Regions from separate parts of the Pan troglodytes genome. Here region 1 is linked to region 2. Evidence: chromatin contacts called from public HiChIP or PLAC-seq data. All regions are on one chromosome and are shown on one strand. The core of a region is the stretch at or near the end of the contact, and the rest is flanking DNA. Distances in the headings are between cores, read along the strand shown.

Region 1 (7,404 bases), core at 4,452-6,951, 170 kb after region 2:
TCTTCCCGGCGTCCCGAGCTCTGGGAGGGGCCTGGGCCTGCTTCAGGTTCGTGGTGTGAGGAGGTTCAGGTTGGACGTTCGGGGGTGTGTGGTAGTGTTGTGTGGATGGTCTCTTGGTGTCGAAGACTGACAGCTGTGCGGGCCCCGTCCCTGCTCCTGTCTGCAGGGACAGCTGTGGAGCTGGGTGCCCAAGCCCAGGTGTGTAGCTCCGTCCCTTTTGGCCCCTCAGCGTTCTTGACCTCGGGGCAGCTGCCTGGCCTCACGCTGTCTTCTGGGTACCCCACGTAGAGGGGGCCACTCCTGGGCTAAGTGCAGCCCCTCAAGCCCTCACCTGGCCTGGGCTCTCCTTTCTGGCTTCCCTCATCTCCTATGGAGGGTTCCCGCAGGAAGTGAAGCAGCAGCAGGAACCTTTGGGCCACCTGAGCCCCTCCCTTCTATCCTCACCCCTGCTTGGCTTCTTAGAAGCTCCTGACTCTCCTCCTGACACCACACTGCTGGCATCTCCTCTCCCAGCAGGCTCCATGGCTGCAGCCAGCCCCATCCGCCCAGCCTGGGGCTTTGTGTCCGGGACAGAGCCATGTCCCGTGGTTAGGCTGCACCATCCGTGGCCTGGCCAGCTCTGTCTCCTTTGCACAGAATGCTTGAAAGAACAGGACAAAGTGGCTGTGCCTGTGGGTGGGGGGGCACCGTCCAGCCCTCCATGGGCTCTCTGACGGTCGTACGTGGGTTGGAGAACACCATTAAGAACTACCCCCGTTCAATGCTGGAGTCACCTCAGCCCAGAAGGTGGTAACTTTGCTCACTAAGCACCCAGCAGAGTGGCCCAGGGATGTGGGGGGGGCCTCCCCTTGGGCAGTGGACAGGAGGGTGAGAGCTCAGCCAGGCAGGTGGGGGCAGGGGAGATGTGAGGAGCCCCACCTTCACCCTCAAATGGCCCACAACAGCCTCCTGTGGGCCCTCTTCTATAATGTTTCTCCACTTTTTTTTAATTTGTTGCCCAGCCGGAGTGCAGTGGTGTGATCATGGCTCACTGCAGCCTAAATCTCATGGGCTCAGGTGATCTTCCCACTGCCTCCCAAAGTGCTGGGATCACAGGCATAAGACACTGCAGCTGGCTGTATCTTCAAATTTAAACATGATTTGCAGCCAGGCGCGGTGGTTCACGCCTGTGATCCCAGCACTTTGAGAGGCCGAGATGGGTGGATCACCTGAGGTCAGGAGTTCGAGACCAGCCTGACCAACATGGTAAAACCTTGTCTCTACTGAAAATACAAAAAAATTAGCGTAACTGGGCATGGTGGCATGCGGCTATAATCTCAGCTACTTGAGAGGCTGAAGCAGGAGAGTCACTTGAACCCAGGAGGCGGAAATTGCACTCTAGCCCGGGCAACAAGAGCTAGACTCTGCCTCAAAAAAAAAAAAAAAAAAAAAAACATGATTTGCTCGTGTTCTTACCTCTCTATTTGGAATCAAGTTACATTACAGAGAAAGTGTGGGTCCGTGTTTTTCTCTCTGATTGGGAAAAGGTGGGTTGGACAGAGGAAGGATGGCCCAGGGTTATAAGCTTGGCTCCAGTACAGCCGGGAGACCCCCAGGCAGCATGAGTCGGTGGGACTGGACCTGCTTGGCTGGTGTCCAGAGGGGCCCGTAGCCAGTGGGACAGTGCTGCACGTGGCTGTGCCTCAAGCCCTCCACTGCACCGGGCGCCCTGGCCAACCCTGCCAGGAAGTCAGGAGACCAGGGAGGCCACTGAGGGCCTGGACCTGGCTGGGTAGTCAGAAGTGGGGGCAAGTCTTGGCTGGCAGCCCCTGAGATATGTAGAATGTTTGAAAATTCGCCTGTGGGCTGACCTGAACCCACCGGGCTTGAAACCAACGGTCCAAAGTTTGGAGTGTGGTCTTAAGGAAGGAGACCACTACTCCTCCTGCTGCCTTCCTCCCACCACCTTGCCTAGTTCACAAGACAGGAGGAGAGAAAATGCAAAAAGTTGGAAAAAAAATGCAAAAGTAAGATAAATAGACAACCTTGGCACCACCACCCGGCCCTAGGAGTTAAAAAAAAGTAATAATAACATCAACCACTGAACTAAACTACTTGTGTTATCTGTAAATTCCAGACACTATGAAAAAGCATTGTAAAACTTTCTGTTGTGTTAGCTGATGCATGCAGCCCCCACTCACGTTTCCCACACTTGCTTGATGTATCACGACCCTTTCACGTGGACCCCTTAAAGTTGTAAGCCTTTAAAAAGGCCAAGAATCTCTTTTTCGGGGAGCTCGGCTCTTAAGACGCGAGTCTGCTGACGCTGCCGGCGGAATAAAAACCTCTTCCTTCTTTAATCCAGTGTCAGGAGTTTTGTCTGCGGCTCGTCCTGCTACAGTCTGGCTGCTAGGTGGCCGCCGGAGGTCTCTGGGCAGCACTGGCCAGGTTCACTTCAGCGTGAACAGAAGCTTGTACAGGACCCAGCTTCGAAGGCCCACCCCAGGTCCAGCTCAAGGAGAGGGAGGGAAGGCATGTGTAGGCAGGGTTCATTGTAGTCTCGGTTGTCAGCATTCAGAATTCTTTTTATTTTTTTTTCTTTTTTTTGAGACAGAGTCTCGCTCTGTCGCCCAGGTTGGGGTTGAGTGGCACTATCTCGGCTCACTGCAGCCTCCACCTCCCAGGTTAAAGCAATTCTCCTGCCTCAGCCTCCCGAGTAGCTGGGATTACAGAAGCACGCCACTACGCCTGGTTAATTTTTGTATTTTTAGTCGAGACAGGATTTCACCATGTTGGCCAGGCTGGTCTCCAATTCCCAACCTCAGGTGATCCGCCTTCCTCGGCCTCTGAAAGTGCTGTGCTCCAGCCTGGGCGACAGAGACTCCGCCTCAAAAAAAAAAAAATTGCTGAGGTGTTAGGTGCTTTTCGCCTCAGATACGCAAAGTGGGAAATTAGTGGATGTCCCACTGAAACAGCTTTATCTGCAACATGGTTTTCAACCCTGAGCCTTAGAAATCAAAAGTGCCGGAAACCATGGTGCACACTTGAAGTCTTTACCGAGGCCCCGTCTAAAAAAAACAAATGGAGCCGGGCGCGGTGGCTCACGCCTGTAATCCCAGCACTTTGGGAGGCCGAGGCGGGCGGATCACGAGGCCAGGAGATCAAGACCATCCTGGCTAACATGGTGAAACCCCATCTCTACTAAAAACACACACAAAAAATCAGCCGGGCGTGGTGGCGGGCGCCTGTAGTCCCAGCTACTGGAGAGGCTGAGGCGGGAGAATGGCGTGAACCCGGGAGGCGGAGCTTGCAGTGAGCTGAGATCGCGCCACTGCACTCCAGCCTGGGGGACAGAGCGAGACTCCGTCTCAAAAAAAGAAAAAAATAAAGGGAAATGACAGAGCTTTTGAGCTACCAGGTCCATCTGCAGAGCAAATGACACAGAGATGTGTGGGGCCGCGCCCATCATGAGGCAGCTAGCTGGGAACAAGCCCCAGGGGGCCCTCCCGGAGGAAAGCGTAATAGGAATGGGTGCTGGGCCTCACTTCGCTTTTGCAGAGCTTTACTGGCACCCAGCTGTGCCCATTCATACCTGTATTACTTCTGCCAGGCAGACGCTGAAAATTTACTGTCTGGACCTTTACGGGAAGTTTCCTGTCCATAAAAGCCCTCCCTGCACACGCCCCTGCTGGCCAGCACGTGGCTGCTAATGGGTACTTCCCTTGGTTTTCTGCAGTTGGAATCCAGCATGTGTGATCAGGGAAAATATGTATTAGTATTTAAAGCAAAAAGATACCCCCAGTTCAGAGAGACACATGTCTTGGTGGCCAGGTGGTGCCCTAGGTCCACAAGAATTTGGGGGGTGTCCAGGAGGTGGGGTGGGAGCCTCTAACTAGCACTAGGGTGCCACTGTCGGGGGCCACTCCCAACTCAAGGCCCAGGCTCTGTCTTTAGGCCTCTCTGGCCATATCCGCACTTCCTCTTTTTTTTTTTTTTTTTTTTTCTGAGACGGAGTCTAGCTCTGCCGCCCAGGCTGGAGTGCAGTGGCAGAATCTCAGCTCATTGCAACCTCCGCCTCCTGGGTTCAAGCGATTCTGCTCAGCCTCCGGAGTAGCTGAGACTACAGGCATGCGCCAAGACGCCGGTTAATTTTTTGTATTTTTAGTATAGACGGGGTTTTGCCATGTTGGCCAGGCTGGTCTCGAACTCCTGACCTCAAGTGATCCACCCGCTTCGGCCTCCCAAAATGCTGGGATTACAGGCGGGAGCCACCGTGCCCGGCCCCACGCTTCTGTTTCTACCCTCTGGTCCCACACCCCGCTCCAGAATCTGCATGGACTCTCCCAGACCTGCCCGGCCGCATCTGTGCCGGCTCAGACAGACAGCTCCGTCCTCATCAGGTTCAGGTCTGGCCCCGGCGCTGCGGGTCAGCTGCCTTCAGGCCCTGTCCTGGTTCCCGCCGCTTCTCACATCCCCGCGGCCTCCCCCGTGGACGGCAGTTTACACTGAACTCGGCGCCCTCCCCTGACTTCTGAAGGAGGAGTCCTGGGTGGCCCCGAAGCCTCCCCCGCAGCCGCACGGCTCCGTCCCCGCTCCAGGGTTCAGCTGAGGCACCTGCTGGAGGCGGCCTGTCCCCGCCGCCCTGCTAAAGCGGCGCCCCTTTCTCCGGCCGCTCGTTCTTTGGTTTCCAGGGACTTTGCACAATTCATAACACCCCTCTTAGCCCCCATCCTGCCCAGGCCGCATCTTCCGCCCCATCATCCGGCCCTCGACCCGCGCAGCCGCCTCCGCCCTCCTCTCCCGGCACCGCCCACGGCCTGTTCTCCCCGCAGCCGCCAGCGGGCGCCCGCGAGCCTGGAGCCGGGCGCGGCCCTGCTCTGTCCACAGCCCGCGGTGGCTCCCACCTCCCGCTGGGCCTGCGCGACCTGCCCCGGGGCCTCCCAGGCCTCACTGCCCTCGCGGGCTGCACTCTCCCCCAACACTCCCCAGGGCTGTTCGGCCTCCCCAGCAGCTCCCCATGCCCTGCCCGCCCCGCTGGCGTCTCTCCCAGCCCGCTGCAGTCCCCTCGTTCACGTCAGCTTCCCAAGGGCCCGGATTTTGTTTTGTTCAGTGCAGGGGGCCCAGCACACAGTAGGTGCTTAATAAATGCTTGTTGCATGAATGTCCGCGTTCGGTGTCGCCCCCTTACGGCGGCCCCCCGCGCGCCCAGCTCGGCGCCCAGCAAGCCTTGTGCGCGCAGGTGATGTTTGCTGAATGACTAATGAACCTCAGCGCGCCAAGCCGGGCTGATTCGGGGGTGGTTCCGAGCTTCCGCAGGGTGACCGTCCGCGGGCAGCGGACCACAGCCGCATGGCGACGCCGCCTCTGGCCCTCCGCGACCCCCATTCCCCGTGGGACCTCTCGTGCCCCCACCCCCACCCGGCCTCCTCCCCGCCGCCTCGGGCCCCCCAGCCTCCTCCGCATTCGAACTCCCCAGCCTGGTCGGACCCGGACCCTGGCGCCGCTCGGCCCACGCGAGTCCCCTCTCCTCTCTCCCATCCCCGGATCTCCCACCGCCCCTCCGCAGCCTCGGTGCCGCGAGACTCCCCAGCCCCCGCGAGCACCTCCAGACCCCACGGCACGCCCTCGCCCCTTTCGGGAGGAGCCCCGCCCCGGGCCCGCGGACTGACCCCTCCCGCCCCTCTCCGCGCAGGCGCAGGGCGGCCCCGTTCGCGTCCCGCACCCCCACCCTGGCCGCCGAGGGGCGGGGCGCGGCGGGTCCGGGGCGGCCGCGGCTCCATGGGGCTCCTGGGGCTCCTGAGCCTGCTGCACTCGGCCTTCTTCGGGGACCAGGTAGGGCGCGTGGGTCGGGCCGTTGGGGAGGGCTCCGGGCCGCGCAGGAACGGGGCGGGGTCCACACCGCGGGAACAGCGGGCGCGGCGGCGGGGGGCGCATGGGGCGAGCGCGCGGAGGCTGCAGAGTCGGGGGTCTAGTGCGTTCGCCGTAGAGACCGTTGCCGGGGAAACCGCCTCGGAAGGCTGGCGGGGATGGAAGCCCCTCTCGTGCGCCGCTGCGACCCCCAGCCCGGGTCTGCGCAAGCGCAGGGCTCGCCCAGCCCAGCCCTCGGCCTCTGCAGGAGACCCTCGGACCCCTCCTCACTGCGCCGACGCGGAGGCTGCGCCAGCTGGGGCGGCGGGGGCGGCTGCGGGGGCATCCTGCGGAGGCTCGGCCCTGCGCAGGGTGGGGGCCTGGGCCACGCCCTGCGCTTCTTTGGGCCTCAGTTTCCCCTTCTGGGCGCGAGCGTATGGCCTGCTTTGACGTTCGCCGCCGCTGCTGTTCGTATCCGTCCGCTCCCGACCCCAGCGCTTCTCCAGCCTCCGGAATCGTCTGAATTTCGCGGCTGTGACATCCCTCATTGGAGGGGAAACTGAGGCTGGGGGGGTGCAGCGGGGAGCCCAAGGTCACGCTTCGAGGCCGGAGCCTCGTTGCGGAGCTAAGGCGCCCGCAAGAGAACGCGGGGCGGGGGCCGGGGAGCTGTCCGCGGTGCTGACGGAGGCGCACGTCTGCCGACTCGCCGCCGGGGAAACTGAGGCCCATAGCGGCGGTCAGGCTTCAGGGCACGGCCTGGACCGGCCTACCCCACCCTCCCCCACCTCCGGTGGCCTCCTCACCGGTTAGGGCTCTGCCCGGCCACCCAGCCGGCGGCGGCCCGTCTCTATCCTCCCGCGATGACCTGGTGCCTTCTCTGTCCCCACCCAGCTCCGGATGGGGGCCGCCCCTGTTTCTGCCTCTAGCCCCTGGCACAGAGGAGGCATCAAGGGGGCGGGGACAGCTCGAGGTCAGACTCAGAAGGCTCAAAGACACTCCAAGAGTGAGCCGTGTGCCAGGCTGCGGACTTGCGGGGAGGTGTCACAGGACAGGGGTGGGGGAGTGAGCATTTCATGCAACTTCCCCTTTAGCCCAGCAGCAGTAGGGGGCGTGGAGGACCCCAGGGAGGAGCCTAGGTCGGAGTCTTGGGCTAGGCCCTGCGTTCTGCAGTGGGAGAAGGGGGAGACCTCTCTCAGTCTCCTGAAGTCTTAGGGGGCTGTGGGGGGTTCTTGAGGCTCTGAAATGTCTGGTGATGTCTGAGTGTGGCTGTGGTTCAAGGATTTACAGGGTCGAGGATTTTAGTGTGTAGAGGGGGATTGTTCAGGGACATAATGTTTTGTAGATTTGGGGCCAAGGGCATCTTGTCTTGGGGCCTCAGCCCCCATGTACCCTCAGCCCTCCAGGCCCTGGCCACCCCCAGAGGGATAAGAAGGGAGGCTCAGTGTCACTCCGGAGGCCTGGCTGGCACAGATGAACTCAGGCAACACGTTCCCTGGCCCAGGCCTCAGTTTCCCCATGTATACAAGGACAGGACTGACCTTGGATCCCCCAAACCCCTGCCTGATGGGGGCCTGGGGA
Region 2 (7,040 bases), core at 1,152-3,651:
ACGCCGGGATGGCCTCGTTACTAGACTTTTCTTTTTAAGGAAGTGCTGTTTTTTTTGAGGGGTTTCAAAACATTTTGAAAAGCATTTACTTTTTTGACCACGAGCCATGAGTTTTCAAAAAAATCGGGGGTTGTGTGGGTTTTTGGTTTTTGTTTTAGTTTTTGGTTGCGTTGCCTTTTTTTTTTTAGTGGGGTTGGCCCCATGAAGTGGGTGCCCCATTCACTTCTCTGAGATCGAACGGACTGTGAATCCGCTCTGTCGGAAGCTGAGCAAGCTGTGGCTTTTTTCCAACTCCGTGTGACGTTTCTGAGTGTAGTGTGGTAGGACCCCGGCGGGTGTGGCAGCAACTGCCCTGGAGCCCCAGCCCCTGCGTCCATCTGTGCTGTGCGCCCCACAGTAGACGTGCAGACGTCCCTGAGAGGTTCTTGAAGATGTTTATTTATATTGTCCTTTTTTACTGGAAGACGTACGCATACTCCATCGATGTTGTATTTGCAGTGGCTGAGGAATTCTTGTACGCAGTTTTCTTTGGCTTTACGAAGCCGATTAAAAGACCGTGTGAAATGAACCTTGCTCTGACAATTCCCTTGCATTGCACCACACACTCCTTGCTGCGGGCTCCTGCAGCCAGACCTGAGCAGAGAGAGAAGGTGGAGAAGCAGTGGGTCTGCAAGCCTTGCCTGGGGCCTGCAGAGCTAGAAAGGGAGGCCCAGCAGACTGGCGCTGGTCAGGGTAGGGGAGCCAGGCGGGGGACGGGAGCGGGCAGCTCAGGCCTCAGGGCAGCCCTGGGAGGCTTCTGGCAGTGGTGGCCAGAGGGCTGGACTGTGCGGGCAGCTTAACAGGGACAGTGGACGTGCACCTGACGCTGACCTGGACTGCCTCAGTCTAGAAGCAGGCCAGAGAGCAGAGGCACGTGGCATCTCAGGGCGACCTCAGACGGCCAGCCGGTTAGCTAGTTCTGCTGTTGCTTCACGAGTTCTGAGCATTCTCTGCTAGCCTATGGAAGCTGCAGCCCTCGGAGGACAGAAGTGTTGTGCGCCCAACAGAACCCTCTGAGACGCAAGCTGCTCCCTTGGCTAGCTCATATGTGGAAATAGCCCTGTAATTCGAGGTAACTCCTTCCGCTCGTGTCCACATCCCTCTTGTTGAGAGCTCACTGAAAGTCATGTGCCCGGGGAATGTTCCTGTGACTGTTTTTTGTTTTTCCTTTTTTTTTTTTTAACTTTTTGTTTTTTTCAATTAAGCTGGAACTAAAGTCAGGCCCGGCCATTACGCTCCCCACGTGCAGCCAGGTGCAGCCTGGGCCCAGTCATGCCTGGCTCATAGATGAGATCCCTTAAGCAGGATTGGAGACCAGTGAACGCCCCCGCCTTTTGGATTTTTTGCTCATCAATTGACCGTCTTTTCCAGACCTCTTAAGTCACACTCTTAGCTTTCTCTGATGTCTGTTGCCGCCATTAGTTTTTTTCTAGAGCCCACACTGGCCCACATAGCTCCATCCCATACGGGTAGCTGGCTCCAGCTGCGCCACGGTGCAGACCCGCCCTGGGCATGCTGGCCTGTGACGGAGCCTGAGGTCACAGCCCCCTGACTAGCCTGAGACCTTCCTAGGGGCTGTGGCTGTTTCCGGGGAGGCCGGGAGGGGCAGCTGTGAGCCCCATGGAGGACGTCGGGAGTAACGCTGCTTTGCTTTGGCAGGTTGAAGGGGCCCGGCCAGGACTCGGGGAAGGGTGGCCTGAGAGCAGCGATGACCTCTGGGGTCACTGTCCCAGGAGGGACTTCACCTGGAACGAGAGCTGGAGGCAGCCGCTTGCCCAGGAGGCTTGTCCCCTGTAAGTGCTTTCGGGAAGAGTGGCATGTGGCGCTGAGCCCTGTCCCGGGCGACACCTGGGCGTTTCAGTGAGTCCTGCTCTCCCGCACCTATGGCCCCGCGGCGGGCGCCTTTCGGTGTGTGTTGGGTGCAGGGCAGCGCCTCCCGGGAGCGCCGGGTCCCCCGCCTGGAGCCCGCGCCTGTTCTCCCTCCCTCCTCCTCCTTCCAGGAGGCGCTTCGCCAGTGAGGTGCGGGCTCAGGGCCTCGAGTCTCTCCTGGAGCACGGGCTGCGGTGCGCTGGCAGCTTACGGGGCGGCCAGTCCTTGCCCACAACGATGTGGAGCCCTGTGAAAGTCGGATTCGAATAAAGGGCCACGTGTGCACCCAGAAAGCCGAGTCTGTGGTTCAGGGGGGTCTGTCGGCGGAGCGGGGCCACTGGGAGAAAAGCCTGCGGACCTCGGTTCAGCGCACGAGCAGGACCCGACAAGGAAGACTGCAAGGGTCATTGTCCGAGCAGTGACCGCGGGGGGCTCGCCATTGAGGGGGTTCGCAGCGCGGAGACTCCAGTCCCGCGGGATCTGAGGCGCACTCGGCTTCGGGGGAGCGGCGGCCGCGCAGCCGCTGTCAGGCCCCGTCTTGGGCCGAGCCCCGGGTCCCCTGCAGCAGGCTGGGGAGCGGGACGTCACCTTCCTGGGCCCTGGATGTGGCCGACGCGTTCTCAGTGTCCGTGAGGCCGGGGCAGGAGTGGCGGGGGCCGCCCCGAAGTGGGTGGGAATGAGCGGCCCGAGGTCCTGAAGTCGGGGTCCGCCCCGTTCCCCCGCTGCCAGCCCCATTTCCTCGGAAGCCGCGACCCCCCACGCTGGGCTGGCAGTTCTGGGCTCTGCCTGCTGCGCCTTGCCGGGGCTCCCACGGGCGGGCTCCGGCCCTCCGTCCTGATCCCTTGGAGCGGGTCGACGAAGCAAGTTCCGCGGCGGGCGCGCGGGGCACTGTGGGTAGCGCCGGGGCTCACCAGGCGGAGGCGGGGCCCGACGTCAAGCTCCGCCTCCACGCCCCATTGGCCGGCATCACCTCCGCGCGCCTGACTGACAGCGCGCATAGGGGCGGGGCGCCGCCACCGCTTCCACCGGGCCATGGGGCCGCGCGTGCTGCAGCCGCCGCCGCTGCTGCTGCTCCTGCTGGCGCTGCTGCTGGCGGCGCTGCCGTGCGGTGCCGAAGAGGCCTCGCCGCTGCGCCCCGCGCAGGTCACGTTGTCGCCGCCGCCGGCCGTGACGAACGGGAGCCAGCCGGGCGCGCCGCACAACAGCACGCACGCGCGTCCGCCGGGGGCATCGGGCTCGGCGCTTACGCGCTCCTTCTACGTGATCCTGGGCTTCTGCGGCCTGACCGCCCTCTACTTCCTGATCCGGGCGTTTAGGTGCGTCAGGCGCACGCGGGCGCCGTCTCCCAGCCGTGGCCAATTAGCGCGCGCCTAGTGCGTCACGTGCCCGGCCGCGGGGTCCTCCCCTCCCTCCCTCCCTCCCTCTCTCCCTGCTGGAGTGGGCGTGGGCGGTGCTGTGCGGGGTCGTCACGTGGTGTGGGCGGTGCAGGGGCCACGGAACTCACCCGCTCTCTAGCCTGCGCCTGGGGTTCGAGGTGCCCAGCGCCGCCGCCTCTTAACTTGGGGGTGACGCTGCCCGTTTCCCAGGTGGAGCCACTGAAGCCGGAGCATGCCGGGCAGGGGTCAGGCCCTGGCGGGGCGAGGGGGCCTCCTTGGCTCCTTGTCGCCGGATGCCTGTCCTCGTTCTCATCTTCCCGCCTGCTGCCACGCTTTTCCGTGGGGTCCCGATATTTTCCTTTCTGCTTCTACCCACTGAAGCTGGTTCGTCGCCAGGGTCGGCCGCGTGCCCGCCTTGGGTGCTCCCACAGCCCGGGAGGTGCAGCTGCGTCCCCAGACCCTCGCGGGGGTCTCCAGCTGTAGGCAGCCCTTGGGCAGGAGGGGCTTTTGCCTGTTCAGGCCACCCCGGCTTCCCTGGCCTGTGGGTCCAGTCTCCTCTGGGCTCCTGACTACCCAGTGTGGCTGCTTCTCCCGGGTGGGAGAGACACTGCGAGGACCTTATCCCTCCCCATCACCACCCTGGCAAAGTCAAGCCTCTTTTTATTTTTTATAAGTTTTTACTGTAGCTATGGGGTCTCGCCATGTTACCCGCGCTGGTCTGAACTCCTGGGCTCAAGTGATCCTTCTTCGTTGGCCTCCCAAAGTGCTAGCATTATAGATGTGAACACCTGCACTCCGCCATGCTGCTTTTTATGGGCCCTGTGCAGAGCCTCCCCTGTGCTCCACACCTCTTCCTGTGGAAGCACCTGCTGCGCGCTCTCCCCTGCCTGTATGCCGCGCCCTCCCTGCCTCCCTGGCTGCTGGGGCCACCAGGGGCTTGGCCCTGAGACAGGCTTCCATTCTGTTGTCTTTGGCAAAGTCTCACCCCTGTGTGAGCCTCATTCTTTTCATCAGTGCAATGGGAGTGACATCAGCGTGCCTCTCCTGGGGTCCTGGCGCAGGGGAGATGGGAGGGCCTGCTAGGGCACATGTCTTACTGTCATCGCCATGGGAGTGAATGGTAATCACTTGGCGATTAGGACATGAAAGAAGCAGGCACAGCAAAACCAGGGAGGTCTGCAGCAGGGCTCGGGGGTCCAGTAGAGGACGGCAATGAGAGTCCTGAGGGAAGGAGGAGGCAGGGTTGGCGGGGAGGGGCCATTGACTATGCCTGGACCTACTTCCAGGTTGAAGAAGCCTCAGCGGAGGCGATACGGCCTTCTCGCCAACACTGAGGACCCCACGGAGATGGCCTCGCTGGACAGCGACGAGGAGACGGTCTTTGAGTCCCGGAATCTGAGATGGTGTGCACCCTTCCCCAGCTCTGGGGCCTCGGTTGGCAGGCTGGGCTGGAGACTCAGCAGGACCCCGGGGACTTGGCCAAGCCATGGAGTGGTCCCTGCAATCACAGCTGACAGCGGTAGTCAGGCCACGGCCCCACTGGGCAGGGCTCATCCCTTCTCCCAGCCTCCATTTACAACTTTTTTTTTTTAATTTAAATGTTTGTTCATTTATTTATTTTTGAGGTGGAGTGGCGCGATCCCAACTCACCGCAACCTCCGCCTCCGGGATTGAGGCGATTTTCCTGCCACAGCCTCCCGAGTAGCTGGGATTACAGGCACCCGCCACCACGCCTCGCTAATTTTTTGTATTTAGTAGAGATGGGGTTTCACCATGTTGGCCAGGCTGGGCTCCAACTCCTTACCTCAGGTGATCCATCTGCCTGGGCCTCGCAAAGAGCTGGGATTACAGGTGTGAGCCACCGCACCTGACCTAAGTTTTGTTTTGTTTTGAGATGAAGTTTCGCTCTTGTTGCCCAGGCTGGAGTGCAATGGCACGATCTCTGCTCACTGCAACCTCCACCTCCCAGATTCAAGCATTTCTCCCATCGCCTCCGCCTCTTGAGTAGCTGGGATTAAAGGTGCTCACCACTACACCTGGCTAATTTTTGTAGTTTTAGTAGAGACAGGGTTTCACCATGTTGGCCGGGCTGGTCTCGAACTCCTGACCTCAGGTGATCTGCCCGCTTCGGCCTCCCAAAGTGCTGGGATTACAGGCGTGAGCCACCGTGGTCAGCCTTCTTGCTTCTTTAAGGCAGGAAAGCGGCTGCAGGGCTTAGGGTAGTGGGTGCTCAACCTGGGCCCCTCCCTGAGAGATGAGGTCTAAGTCAGGTGGAGAACTGACTGCAGGATGCTTCTGAGCAGGCAGGGTCAGGGAGGGCCTCTCCCTGTGTGTAATGGGGCTGACTGCAGGATGCTTCTGAGCGGGCGGGGTCAGGGAGGGCCTCTCCCTGGTGTAATGGGGCTGGCTTCTGGAAGAGTGTCTCAGGCCGAGGGAACAGCAGGGAGCGGCCGGGCTGGGCAGATGCCGGGCGGGACTGGGGTAGGCCTGGGCATTGAGGCAGGTGTCAGGGGTTAGCAGGGTTCTGGGCAGGGAATGATGGGTATGTTGCGCTGCAGTGTGGCTGCTGGGGGGACCTTGGCCTGTTGGGTGGCAGGCATGGAGGCTGGGAGACCAGGAGACAGGGCGGCCTCTGGGGACAGCTCTGACTTTTTGATCCCCCAGGGAGGGAGGCACTGGGATCCCTCCCCATGGTCTGACTCCATCCTGGGAACTCCTCCCAGGTTTCTTCTACCTCCTGGCTGGGGGCCCCTTCCCCCGGGGTGGGCAGCTGCGCAGGGCCCAGGAGGCCAGGGAGGGAGGCCAGGGGAGGGAGGCTGGGCCCTGGTGGACCGAGGGGCCTGGACAGGCTGCCTGCCCCTGTCTGACCTGGGTAAGCCTCTGCCCGGCAGGGCGGGCCCTTCACTCCTTCCCTCTCACCCTTGACCCCCTGCTTTCAGATGCTGAGCCAGGGAGGCGGCCCTTCCAGCAGCCATGAGGGAAGGACAGGAGATGGGGCCCACCCCAGTGCCCAGCAACCCCCTGCTTCACCGCTCATTCCCCTGCTGGCCCCGGGGCTGGTCTCACCCAGTGCCAACCCGAGAGCTCCTTTTGGAACCTGCACAGCCCGCCCATCTGTTGCCACCTGCACCCACCGCTGGACCATGCAGCCTCGCCTCCCGGATGCTGTCCCAGCCTGGCCGAGGGTCCCAGGTGAAGACCAGAGGGACCCCAACAGCCACCGCCCAGGACGCTGAGGCTCCCTTGCCTGACTGTGACTTGTGCCTCTCTCCTGCCCCCGTGGGGACATGGCAGCCCAGAGCCAAGGCTGGGTGGGCAGGTGACCCAAGGAACCTTTCTGGGAACACCTTCTCGCCAGGCTGGGAACAATAAATGCAGCCATGTCTCTGCAGCTGGTGCTGACCCCATGTCACCTCTAGACCCGTGTGTACTGGTGCAGCCAGTGTGGGGGTGGGTGGCAGAGCAGGGCTCAGGCCATCCTCGGTTCCCCATCTGCGACCATGCTTGGGTTCTCCAGCCTTGCTCCCGAGTGAGGAACCCATCTCCAGCTGCCTGGGATGAGGCCCCGCCTGTCAGCATCTCTCTTCCTAGAGAGAACTCCTATTCATCCGTCAAAGCCCCTGCCCCAGGGCCCCCTCTATGCCATCCCTTCAGCCTGGGTCTCATGGGCCCTGCCCTGGAGGATCCCCACATCACCCTCATGGATACCTCTGGCAATGATTCCAGGGAGCCCCAGAGCTCTGCTGCAGGAGGCTG

What was found. HiChIP or PLAC-seq counts read pairs in DNA pulled down with a chosen protein or histone mark.
Region 1: a contact with region 2 is called in an H3K4me3 HiChIP or PLAC-seq map of stem cell-derived excitatory neurons, with 4 times the contacts expected there. The contact joins the promoter of APC2 here to the promoter of FAM174C in region 2. A contact is called at or near these places in 1 of 7 Hi-C or Micro-C datasets (stem cell-derived neural progenitor cells) and 1 of 1 datasets of contacts at active chromatin or transcription factors (stem cell-derived excitatory neurons).

The regions. Positions count from the first base shown.
Region 1 is chr20:3,735,903-3,743,306 of NHGRI_mPanTro3-v2.0_pri, forward strand. It overlaps APC2 (APC regulator of WNT signaling pathway 2), which reads left to right and starts at 5,702. Exons shown (of 15, transcript XM_016934568.3): 1 at 5,702-5,811. The coding sequence starts at 5,758.
Region 2 is chr20:3,567,368-3,574,407 of NHGRI_mPanTro3-v2.0_pri, forward strand. It overlaps FAM174C (family with sequence similarity 174 member C), which reads left to right and starts at 2,402. Exons shown (of 3, transcript XM_003953305.4): 1 at 2,402-3,224; 2 at 4,571-4,687; 3 at 6,224-6,691. The coding sequence starts at 2,941. The coding sequence ends at 6,224. CIRBP (cold inducible RNA binding protein) reads left to right here. Exons shown (of 6, transcript NM_001280513.1): 6 at 1-568.